Regions from separate parts of the Mus musculus genome. Here regions 2, 3 and 4 are each linked to region 1. A link is a contact called in public Hi-C and HiChIP or PLAC-seq data. All regions are on one chromosome and are shown on one strand. Each heading gives the region's core, a stretch centred on a gene start, on an enhancer-like site or on the middle of the called end of the contact. The rest is flanking DNA. Distances are from core to core; before and after follow the strand shown.

Region 1 (2,584 bases), core at 55-2,554:
GATGAGCCCAGAAATGGGAGGAAGTAGGCATGAGGTTGAATACTGTCACATAATGGACATTTTTCTCATCTTTAACTCAGGGCCACGCCTGTCTTCTGTGACAACTCTCAAGGTTTGTTAAGCAGCCTAGAGCAGAAGTTGCCTCTGAAGCTTCCATGAACCATTAATTCCATCCACACGTATGTGGTGGTGCTCGGGCCTGACTGAAGCCTTCCTCCCCAGCAAAGAAGCTGTCAGTGACAAGTACTCCCTCAGGGAATGAGTGGGGTGATAGGGAAAGATGCCAGGCATTCTGAGATTGTGGGATACAAGCATGGTGTCATCCAAATAAAGACATCTGTCCTCATAGATGCCACAAGGCTGCCTTCTCCTTCTCCAAACACATTTATGAAGGCTGAGGATGTAAAAGGGATAGACCCATTTTAAAGAGAGACAAAGTGAGGCACGAGCTCCTGGAAAAAGCATTTTCTTGTAGTCACATTTGTGATCATGGCCTAGAAAAGGCCCAGACTCCTTCAGATCAACAGGACATTCTTCCTCCAGAGGCATTTCCGTGACAACAGCTGCTCAGCTCAGACATGAGGCCAATTAACCTCAGCCTCAGAGAGGAGGGCTAACTCAAATCAGGTAATTGCCCTGGGACAATTATTCTAAAAGGACAGAGAGGTGACCTTAAGTCCCTAGCCTCCTGGCTCCAAAAACAGCATCTCATGTCTTTAAAAGAGGCTGTTGGGAGCTAGTAGGGCAGGATAGGTTTGGCCCATCTCTACTGATAGGCTCTTTGGAACCAGTGGACACAGCACACTACAAAATCTGTAGCATTTGTAGCTTGGAGAGTCTCAGAGAGTCTCAGTGGCCAGGTTGGTGTAATCCTGACTATTCGGAGTGGATTATGTGTTCACATACCCTCCTCTCTTATCCAGCAAGCCTCTTGGGAGGGGCCCCAGATGAAGAGGACAACTAACTCCCAGCTCAGTGTGCCATATGGCCCTTTGTACATGCCAGCTTCTCTGGAGACATAAGTGGTGGCCACGGAGCCTGTCAGAGCCAAGACTGTGACCAGCCCTGGCCTCTCATCCCTTGGTTGCTGTGTCTCTATGTGTCCTTGCTGTCCTGTGGTGGCCATTTATGTACATCATCTATGCACATAGTACCTTTCTAGAACTCATGCGTGTTCGTTCCTGGCAATCCAACAAAGGCCACCGACGAGCCAGCAATCCGAGTTGCCATGGGGCTCCGCCGCACTTTGCTTTCAGGCTACAAGGGCAGAGCTGAGCAGCTGCAATTGAGTCCATATGGCCTGTGGAGATTTACTGCCTGGCCCCTTGCAGAGAAGGCTTGCCTCTCTCTCTCACTATAGAATTGCTGTAGTTAATTCTGAATGTTGCTCAGTGAATGGGTGCTGCTATCCTGGGTGGAGAGATGGAATCTGAAGATGAGTGTTTTAGTAATTGACCCCAAATCACACAGTGATAAGCGGCAGGGAAAGCCTGAAACTACGTCCAGTCACTTCAGAGTCCAAATGCACAGTTTTGCTAGTCTGTGACATTTTTGATAGACTGAGAAGGAGTTGGGTGGTGATATGGTGAAAACTCTCTTCTTTCACCGAACAAGTGACTCAGGTTTGAATGTCTAGTTTAGGCTTACATGGTTACCCTCTGCCTTTTCCACACAGGCCTCACATGATAGAACTTCTCTTCATTCTTACCAGAAGGCAACTCACAGCTTGTAAATAAACCTAAGACCCAGAAAGACCAGGCAGCCAAGAGAAGCTCCTGCCCTGGCCAGCCAGAGTTGCCATGGCGACGGAGTCATTTCCATTACAAACCCTGCAACAGGCTTCTCTGGGGTGATTAATGGTTGACCTCTGGGGGCTGGGAACCTGCAAAAGTATTTGGTGATGTGGGGGTTGGTTAGGCTGATTCAAGGGTGGAACCATCTACTTCTTCCTGGTTATGGAGGTTGAGGTAAAGATTCTAGATGGGAATTGAGGGTGAAACTCTTCATTCTCTGGTCCCTCAAATCCTAAAGGCTGGCCAGAAAGCATTCACAGTGTGGGAAATAGTCTCCACCCTTGAACTGGTCTGCCAAACCCAGAGAAACAAAACCAAGAGAAGCCATAGGGATGAGTGGAGTGTCAGGCTGTGAACTGGCTTACTCTTACTCAATGATACAGGGTACCCATCCAGCAAAGGCAAAGGTACAGAAGAGAACTGGGGGAGGCAGCAGCAGGTAGTAAGAAGCAGAAGCATCCATGCCCTTGGAGGACAGACAAAAGCATTCCTACATACCCTGGAAAAGCAGGGGGAGAAGGACGGCCAGCCACCAGTCAACGCCAGAACCCATTCTGAGCACTTCCAAAGGCGGATGACCTGAGAAAGCTCAGATGTCTCTTCCCCCACCAGAGTGTGGACTGACAGCCTCATGGCATGACCTGAGTTCTGGACCTGACCTCCGGTGTCTGTTGTAAGGCCATTTTCTCTTCCACTGACATTTTTTTTTCCCTCTCTGCTAACAGCTGAATGGTTCTGACTGCCTGGTCATTGTTTTGTTTTGGTCCCAGTCACACTGTTGGTGAGTTATT
Region 2 (2,584 bases), core at 60-2,559, 230 kb after region 1:
AGTTTAGGAGCTGAGGCAGCAAGGCAGGGCCTTGCCTGGTTTGACCTCTGCTGGGAATGTGGGATTTAGACACTGCTCTGTGCATGACCCAAAGGGCTTTGGTGGGATCAATTTGGGAGGTGATGCCTATATTTTAATGGGTTTGCTTATGTATGTATAGAATCTACAAATGATGACGACTTAGCTGTAATAACAAATACATCGAAATTTGAGTCATAGACTGAGTAACCTCTCGAACTTCCATGAAAATAATAGATGCTAGGATTGATTCCTAGGCTCTGTGTGTGTTTGGGTAAGCTGTGTTATCTGCCCAAACAAGCCCCCGCTTAGATCTCTGGTGCTTACTGTGCCCTGCATGTGCAGCAAGTTCCGCTTCTTACTACTACCATTCAAGGATCCCATCCTCCTCTCTTCTGCATCCTCTGTGTTTCCCACAATCCCTTGCATCTTGTCAGCCAACCTATGTGAAGTCTTAGAGATGTGGTTTAGCTCACCTGCATCCACATTGCTTTTTTAGTGCTCTGTTAGGAAGGCTGGGTAATGTTCTATTCTTTCCTGCAGAAGCAGAAAAAGGAGCTTGGTGACCACACCCATGCTGCCTTTCTTTTAGGATTCAACTCTATCCCACGCTGTTCTGTATTCCATGTGTCACATTGCTGTTTCCCAGTAAGAGGTGTTGGGAATGGTCATGTTCTAGCTGTTGGGATTGAGTGGAACAAAATTGAGGAAACTGAGGGTTTGTTTTCTGTGCAGTAAAAGTTTGTTCCTCTGTAAGAAGAAACTTGCTAATGGTTTTCTTATTCTTAGCTGGTTTATCAGCAACATCTTTCAAAAACTGAAGAAAAAAAAGAGTTTGCCAAATGAGATGCTTTGATTTAAAATTAAAATGGTGACAGAAAGCCATTTTCTTCCCTCTGTAAATTTTCTGTAGGTAGGTTCTTGCCTCTTGTAATTCAAAGCAAGCATAATAAGGAATATGATTGCATGGATTTTGCTATTACTTTTGAGGTAATTGCCAGATCGGCATACACAGTAATTTGTAGGTGAGAGGTGATCAGATGTGAACATTTCCACTCAGTCATCTCCCTGGAATTCAGACACATCACTGCTTCTGGCTTTAGAATTAGGAGCAATAATTGCAGCCCTGGGATGAGCCCGGAATCTGAAATAGGCTATTTCCTGAGTGACGGGTACTGCTGTGGGCTTACTGCGGGAGGCCGAGCTGAGCAGAGTCCTGTTCCACACCATACCCCGGAGTAATGGCAACAGAAGTAGTAGCTATTGTCCTCGTGATGGTAGTAGTGGGTGTCGTCATTGTCTCCCTAGCAACCGCAACACTGCCTTAGTTGTTATTTTGAAACTCAGCAGCAGACATGCAGATGGGATGGGGTTGAGAGGGGCCTGGCTTCAGGATTCCATATGGGGACAGAATGAAGGAGTTTATCACTTGTGACCTCACTTCGGGTTTAGTTTCCCTTCACCTTCAATGAAAAGGGACACATTCTTTTCATGAACTCTGAGGAAAGAACAGAGGCCGTTCTCTGGAGAATTGAAAAGCTCCCATGAGTTTAAGGCAAACAAAACCCGAGGCTGGGTACCTAGCACCTTGCAGGAGCCGCCTTCTTAAAGAAAGATGCTTTTCTAGATCCCTGGGACATTTGATGAGGCAGGCTTTTTGAGAGGCTCTTTTCTTATATTGGTGCAATACCACCACCAATAATAATAAATGGGCGATGATAATGATAAAACTATATGATGTTAACTACTTGGGAGGCCAAAAAACGCTTACCCAGGTACACATATGCTCCTAATGCTAATATACTGTTATACATTTGATACTTGTAATTTCCTATTTTCTATTATGAATGTGTGTATGCTTAATTGCTTCTTGCCCTTTTCCCACAGTACAACCCTCTAGTCTTGAATTGAAAAGATAGAGAGGTAGCCTTGTGTCCCACAAATATTCTGCGTGATCTTTTCTGAGATTTTGCAACTCTGCTGTCGTATAAATTACTCTGTTCTCTTGCGGCCCTTTTGTGAATTAATGTGTATTCTGTTGGCCATCTCTGTGTTTTGCAGGGTTGTAACATGCAATCCTAGCGGATCCCCCAGAAAAATGCTCTTAAAAAATCAATCCCACTGATTTTTTTTTCCGGACAATTTCAAAGACTCCTGTCCAGCCAAGTTTTCACATTGCAGCCCTGAGATTGTTAGTGTTGTCGACATAATTTGTTTGATATCATTCAACATCCCTAAGGCGCGGGAAGCCCCTGAGACTTAGAATTTGCAATTGTTGAAGATCAGGTTTGTAACTTATCCTGGTTTCTTCAAGATTTGGCTTGGTTTCTTTAAAGGTTCGGTCTGGGGTCTATGTGAATGTACATGATTGCCGTTGACAGAATAGGACAATGTAACCTCAGGTTTAGTGTGTCCTGGTGGTGGGAAGAGGTTTGAGTTACTTTCATTTTCCTTTCTGTGGTGTTGTAGATGATACCTAATAAGCTTCAACATGCTTGGGAGGTACTGCCTCTCAGCCCCAGCCCCAGTGCTAAGAATGCTAAGCAGTTTGTTTTGTTGTCTTCTT
Region 3 (2,584 bases), core at 49-2,548, 160 kb before region 1:
GTGAGAGCCAAAAGAACTCACAGGAGACTGGAGGAGCAGGCTTAGAAAATGAGAAGAACCCAACAAGTTACTGGAGATCAGTATCAGTGTGCATCCACCCTGATGCTTCCATGACCACAGCCTCTGACTACCGTAGGACATTGGTGCTAGGGAGTTGAATGTCCATGAATGACCGTGATAGCAAGCTTCCAAAATCCTTCCTGGTGTTTGGCCTTGGTTCTTACACTCTTTGATGCTTCCTGCCTGTATTGAGTTGGAGATGCCTGTGACTAACAGCATATTGTGGAAGTGATAGTGTATGACTTTCCAGGGTCTAAAAGACACTGTGGGTTACCTTATTTCTGTTTATATATAATTTGATTTGAGGAAATGCAAGCCATTAGGCAATACTGCCACTCAAAATGTGTCCTGTGGAAAGTCCGTGTGTAGGGGAACTGGCATGTCCTGCCAATAGTGATAAAAATACAAGCTCTTGCTTCAAATCATGTGAGTACATCATGTGGGCATGGTCCTCATCTCCAGCCATGCCTTCTGGTAACTGCAGGTCTTACACCATGACTGCAGCCTTGTGAGAAGTCCTGAGCCAGAACCTCACAGCCAAGGGGCTTCCAAATGCCAAACCAAACCCAACATAACTATTTTTGTTGTTATTTTAAGCCACACTTTTGGGAATAATTTGTTATGCAGTAATAGAGTTTACCTTTGAAGTACATTCAGTGACGTGAGAAGCCTGCGAGGAGCCTGAGTTTGACTGACTGTCATGGGCTGGATGTTAGATTCTGGGGGTTTGCAATTGGAACACAGCGAGGTGAAGCAAGGATAGTCATATGCTAACTCTGTGGGTGACAGGGCAGAGACCCACACTAATACTATCCACAGAGGGGAGCATTGCCCTCTAAGGGGAAGGTTCTTGGAGTATGGATAGTCACAATGCAACAGCATGATTTCATTGAATCTGAATTCATACATCTCTATCCTCCCATTAGACTGCTGGACTCATCCCCTCCCTCCTCCCTCTGAACCCCCAGTAAAGCTGTATCCTTCCTTCCGTTTAAAGCTAACCTTGAGCTGTCCTTGGCCTGTTGGCATCTTCTCCACTAGGTTCATGCCTTCCACTCAACAGACACACCCATCACCTTTATATAGTGAGCCAGTGGGAGCGCAGTCTACCTAGCAGAGGGGTGTGGGGCAGTAAGAGAAGTATGACTGAGTGGCCACAAAGCTGAGAGTGATGTGCTGGAGGATGGGAGCTGGCTTCCTGTCAGGCTGACTGCAGATCTCTCACAGATGCCTTGCCCATCCCCACCATTGTAATGCTAAACAATCAGCAGAGTAGAAAAGGCCTTAGACGCAGGGATGGGTCTCAGAGTACGCAGCTGGTGGCTGTCTTGTTTGTGTCCTCAGACGCAGCAGCATTTCTTCTTCTTTCCCCACTTGTCTTTTTCTGCTTTCTCTTCAGACCCTTCTTCTGGAACCAGAGATTCAAGGGCAGATCATTTATTTGAGAAGTCCACGGGAGGGAAGGGGGAGGAAGAAAGGCTGAGTTATTAAGCCACCAGCACAGCAGTTGACCAGAGCTTAATCCCACGAGGGAACGCTTGGAAAAGGTACAAAGCCCCATGGCTCAAAATTATCCCACCTGTGGGGCAAAAGGGCTGAGATATTTATGTAGCAACGGGGTTGAGTGGTTGGTGGAAGGCTGCTTCTAGGGGGAGGGGTTATTTCCCAGCACTTCCAGTCTGCTGCACAGGTAAACATAATGACCTTCTGTGGACGTAAGGTGTCCAGGTAACACAGGCAGAAACCGCAGGGTTAATGAGTATTGCTTTTCACCTTTTCCCTCTCTTCCCCTACCATTGGCTTAGAAAACTCTATGCACAGGAGGCCTCCTTTAATTCTTTTCAAATCTTACACAGCCCCTACTGCAATGTTTTGCACATAGTAATGATCAATAAATATTTATGCTCTGCTTAATTAATGACACCACAAGATAGCTTTTTTTCCCTCTTGATGGTCTATGGGTATTACCTCCGTCTATCTCCAATTTCCTGGGACAGAATGGATTTCATGTCATTATATTTTTATCCACTAAGTATGTAAGAGAAGATAATCTGATGTTTGTATTTTGCAATACTTCTCATTCAGTTGCATTCATAAATAAATAAAAAGTCTCCATTAAACCACAGGCCCTATATTTGTATCTCTCTTTCAACTTTGTCTCTCTAAGAAGCTGGCTCCAAATTGAGGGAATTTGGAGGCTCCTGGTGTGTAGACTCTTATTAGCTTCCCTGCCTGACTCAGCACAGTCCTTTGCCAGCAATAATAGCTTGTCCCCTGTGCACTCAGGCTTTCGCAGTCCTCGAGCCAATGAGAATCAGGATTTGTGTTTTATTAGAACTTCCCATCTCTGAGTGGAGCTTGGAAGATCTGGTAGAAGCCTGTGGCCTTCACTGCACTCTGCAGGCTAGACCACCTAGGTTCAGCAAGGAATTATCAGAGCTCCAGGGGTAGAAAAGCAATCAGCTCTTGGATCTCCCCCCCCCCCCCCAGCACTGTTCATTGGGCCAGTTTCCCCCCAGAACCT
Region 4 (2,584 bases), core at 52-2,551, 150 kb after region 1:
AGTACAAAGTACAGAGTTCATAGTACATAGTATATGGTATAAAGTACATAGTACATAGTATATAGTATAAAGTACATAGTACATAGTACATAGTACATAGTACATAGTATATAGTATATAGTATAGAAGAAGTACCAGACTCAGTCTGCTTTCCAGCTGTGTCAAATGTCTCATCTACAGAATGAAGATAGTGGATCTCACATCTTCTGGAACCACCAATGCCGGGAAGCATTGGCTACCTAGAGAACAGCCCATCCCTCTTGAAGGATGATATTTTCAAGTTTTTTGTTGCGGTTGTTGTTTTGTTTTGTTTTGTTTTGTTTTACCTAAAACCACAGCTATCACCCATCTTCTTTGTTCATTCGTGTTCCTCTTAGTAGTATGGAAGCTATCTTTTCCTTCACATTGCTTCAAATAGTGGGACACCATAGTGGGTCCCACGATAGTGGGATCTCACAGTTTCCCACAGATCCTAGTGACACGAATCTCAAGACAAATGGCTGGAGAGTGTAACACATACGATCAGGAAGCTCCCTTTTCTTCTGGAACACTTGATTTCTAGGACACAATTCAGACCTATCAGTTTTAAAGATTGCATGATACTAATAGAGTAATTAGCATTCATTAGAGTGTGGGAGGTTACTGGACCTTAGGGGGGAAAGACTCTCCATTTAAATTTGGCCTGACACAGGGTTGAAAGAACTGGGATTCTCAAGGAATTATATGCTAATTTTTGATCAGGTAAAGACCTTGGAATTGAAATGTTAATTAATTAGTCATACAACTCTTTTTAATTTGACTATGGGCTCCGCCATCTCTTAACTTCCCTGTACCGTATTAAAGCTTTATTACCGAACCCTGGGATTTATTGAGTGCCCGTGCCTTGCAAATGTTATCACACTTAATCCTTATAACAAACCCATGAAGAAGGTCCAATTAGTATGCTGACTCACATAACAGGAAACTTAGGATCAGTGAGCAAGGGTAACCTTTTCAAGGTCACCAGGCAGAGTGTCAAGACCTACTTAGATCCTCTGACACGGAACTGCTTTTAATCTCTGGCTATGTCCATAGAGACACACATTCCCGCAGGAAGAAAAGCAGTCTAGATGCAGTTCGCTGGCGCACCGTTCATGCTATCTACCCCCGCCCCCCGGTTGGTGCTCAATATGTTGAATGGCTCGAACATTCCTGCTGGGGTATTGGCCATGGGTCAAAGCTGGATCCATCATAGCTCAGTACATTAGAGCTCAGGTTTCACATCTGTGAAGTGAGGGGGACGGGCTGAATCATCTCTAAGTTTCCTCTTAGACTTAAAGAACTATGTTGCTTGTCTGAAAGGAGGATGAATCAGAGTTTAGCAGCCACAGACTAGCAATATGAGCCGATACAACATTCCTTTGTACAGAATGTTCCCTCTGCTCAAAATACCCTCTCCCCACTTGTTCACTTGGCAAATGCCCAATGAGCAGCCCAGCTGGCCTCTGAGACTCTGTCCTTGACCTCTCCATCAATGCACATTCCATCCCCAAACACACACACGCACAGTGATTTCCTTCTTAGGCCCTCCTGGGTATGCAGTGCATTACTGTGATTATTTGATTATGGGCTGTCTTTCCATCCTCACACCCTGGACTCCAAGCTCCATGAAGACAAAAACTGCACACTATTTTCTCTTCAGGCTCTACCTTCCAGCCTGGCCCACAAAACAAATATTCAATAAATGCCCTTTTCAGGAACTGAATGAATGAGCAGGGCATGTGTGGAGGAGCAGGAGGGGACAATTTGACCTTAATGGAGAATCTAAGCCAGAACACAGTGAGAAATTAGCGGTAGTTTGATGGGAAGAGAATGAAGCACAGAAAAGTGTATTGAGACCCAGTACCCCAGGCAGTGCGGGGTCCTTGTTCCATTCTGAGGTGGGAGGGGTGACAGGAAGAAGAAAAAACATGAAAAAAGATCAGTGCAAACCTCCTCCTCAGCTTAAAAAAGAAGTGATCGTAAATGAACCTGATGTTTTTCTTCACAGACCGTTAATTCATCCACAGCTCAACACTATAGGCTACACTCAACTGCAGCAAACAGCAGAACATCGCCACGAATCTCAACTCCCACGAGACCTTGCAGGATTGCAAGATATTGCAGGCATACCTGAGCTATATGAAGACATAAATTTACAAAACCAAAATGAACAATATTTAATAAATTACCAATAGTGCAAACACTTAACTAGAAAAAGTTCTATCTACTATCTATCTATCTATCTATCTACTATCTATATATCTATCATCTATCTTTCTATCATCTATCATTCATTTATCATCTACTATTTGTCTTTCTATCTATTATCTATCTATCATTTATCATCTATCTACTATTTATCTTTCTATCTATTATCTATCTATCTACTATCTATCTACCTATCATCTATCTTTCTATCTATCATCTATCATTCATCTATCATCTACTATTTGTCTTTCTATTATCTATCTACCATTTATCATCTATCTACTATTTATCTTTCTATCTATTATCTATCTATCTATCTATCTATCTATCTATCTATCTATCTATCTATCTATCT

What was found. A called contact is a pair of places that touch in the nucleus more often than the background predicts. HiChIP or PLAC-seq counts read pairs in DNA pulled down with a chosen protein or histone mark.
Region 2: an H3K27ac HiChIP or PLAC-seq map of embryonic stem cells shows a contact between it and region 1, with 3 times the contacts expected there. The contact joins two enhancer-like sites. A contact is called at or near these places in 1 of 484 Hi-C or Micro-C datasets (rod photoreceptor), 1 of 115 datasets of contacts at active chromatin or transcription factors (embryonic stem cells) and 1 of 9 other capture datasets (embryonic stem cells).
Region 3: a contact with region 1 is called in an H3K27ac HiChIP or PLAC-seq map of embryonic stem cells, with 2.4 times the contacts expected there. The contact joins two enhancer-like sites. A contact is called at or near these places in 1 of 15 datasets of contacts at CTCF or cohesin (the NIH/3T3 cell line), 1 of 484 Hi-C or Micro-C datasets (uterus) and 4 of 115 datasets of contacts at active chromatin or transcription factors (differentiating embryonic stem cells, embryonic stem cells, oligodendrocyte precursor cells and 1 more).
Region 4: a contact with region 1 is called in a Hi-C map of muscle stem cells, with 2.3 times the contacts expected there. The contact joins two enhancer-like sites. A contact is called at or near these places in 6 of 39 promoter capture datasets (the 3T3-L1 cell line, 3T3-L1-derived adipocytes, the SN4741 cell line and 2 more), 1 of 15 datasets of contacts at CTCF or cohesin (the NIH/3T3 cell line) and 4 of 484 Hi-C or Micro-C datasets (the N1E-115 cell line, cerebellar granule neurons, muscle stem cells and 1 more).

The regions. Positions count from the first base shown.
Region 1 is chr9:49,961,386-49,963,969 of GRCm38.p6, reverse strand. No RefSeq gene overlaps it. Among named protein-coding and RNA genes, the nearest start is that of Gm25633, 140 kb to the right of the region's middle. Within about 2 kb of position 1,304, at least 75 of the 459 cell types and tissues checked have an H3K27ac peak or open chromatin away from gene starts, as enhancers often do. A contact at or near this core is called in the N1E-115 cell line, differentiating embryonic stem cells, embryonic stem cells and 2 more, where this site is marked.
Region 2 is chr9:49,727,081-49,729,664 of GRCm38.p6, reverse strand. The region is part of intron 1 of Ncam1 (neural cell adhesion molecule 1); the gene reads left to right. Among named protein-coding and RNA genes, the nearest start is that of Ncam1, 71 kb to the left of the region's middle. Within about 2 kb of position 1,309, at least 57 of the 459 cell types and tissues checked have an H3K27ac peak or open chromatin away from gene starts, as enhancers often do. A contact at or near this core is called in embryonic stem cells and rod photoreceptor, where this site is marked.
Region 3 is chr9:50,123,120-50,125,703 of GRCm38.p6, reverse strand. No RefSeq gene overlaps it. Among named protein-coding and RNA genes, the nearest start is that of 2310003N18Rik, 110 kb to the left of the region's middle. Within about 2 kb of position 1,298, at least 15 of the 459 cell types and tissues checked have an H3K27ac peak or open chromatin away from gene starts, as enhancers often do. A contact at or near this core is called in differentiating embryonic stem cells and embryonic stem cells, where this site is marked.
Region 4 is chr9:49,815,153-49,817,736 of GRCm38.p6, reverse strand. No RefSeq gene overlaps it. Among named protein-coding and RNA genes, the nearest start is that of Gm25633, 9.5 kb to the left of the region's middle. Within about 2 kb of position 1,301, at least 40 of the 459 cell types and tissues checked have an H3K27ac peak or open chromatin away from gene starts, as enhancers often do. A contact at or near this core is called in the N1E-115 cell line and muscle stem cells, where this site is marked.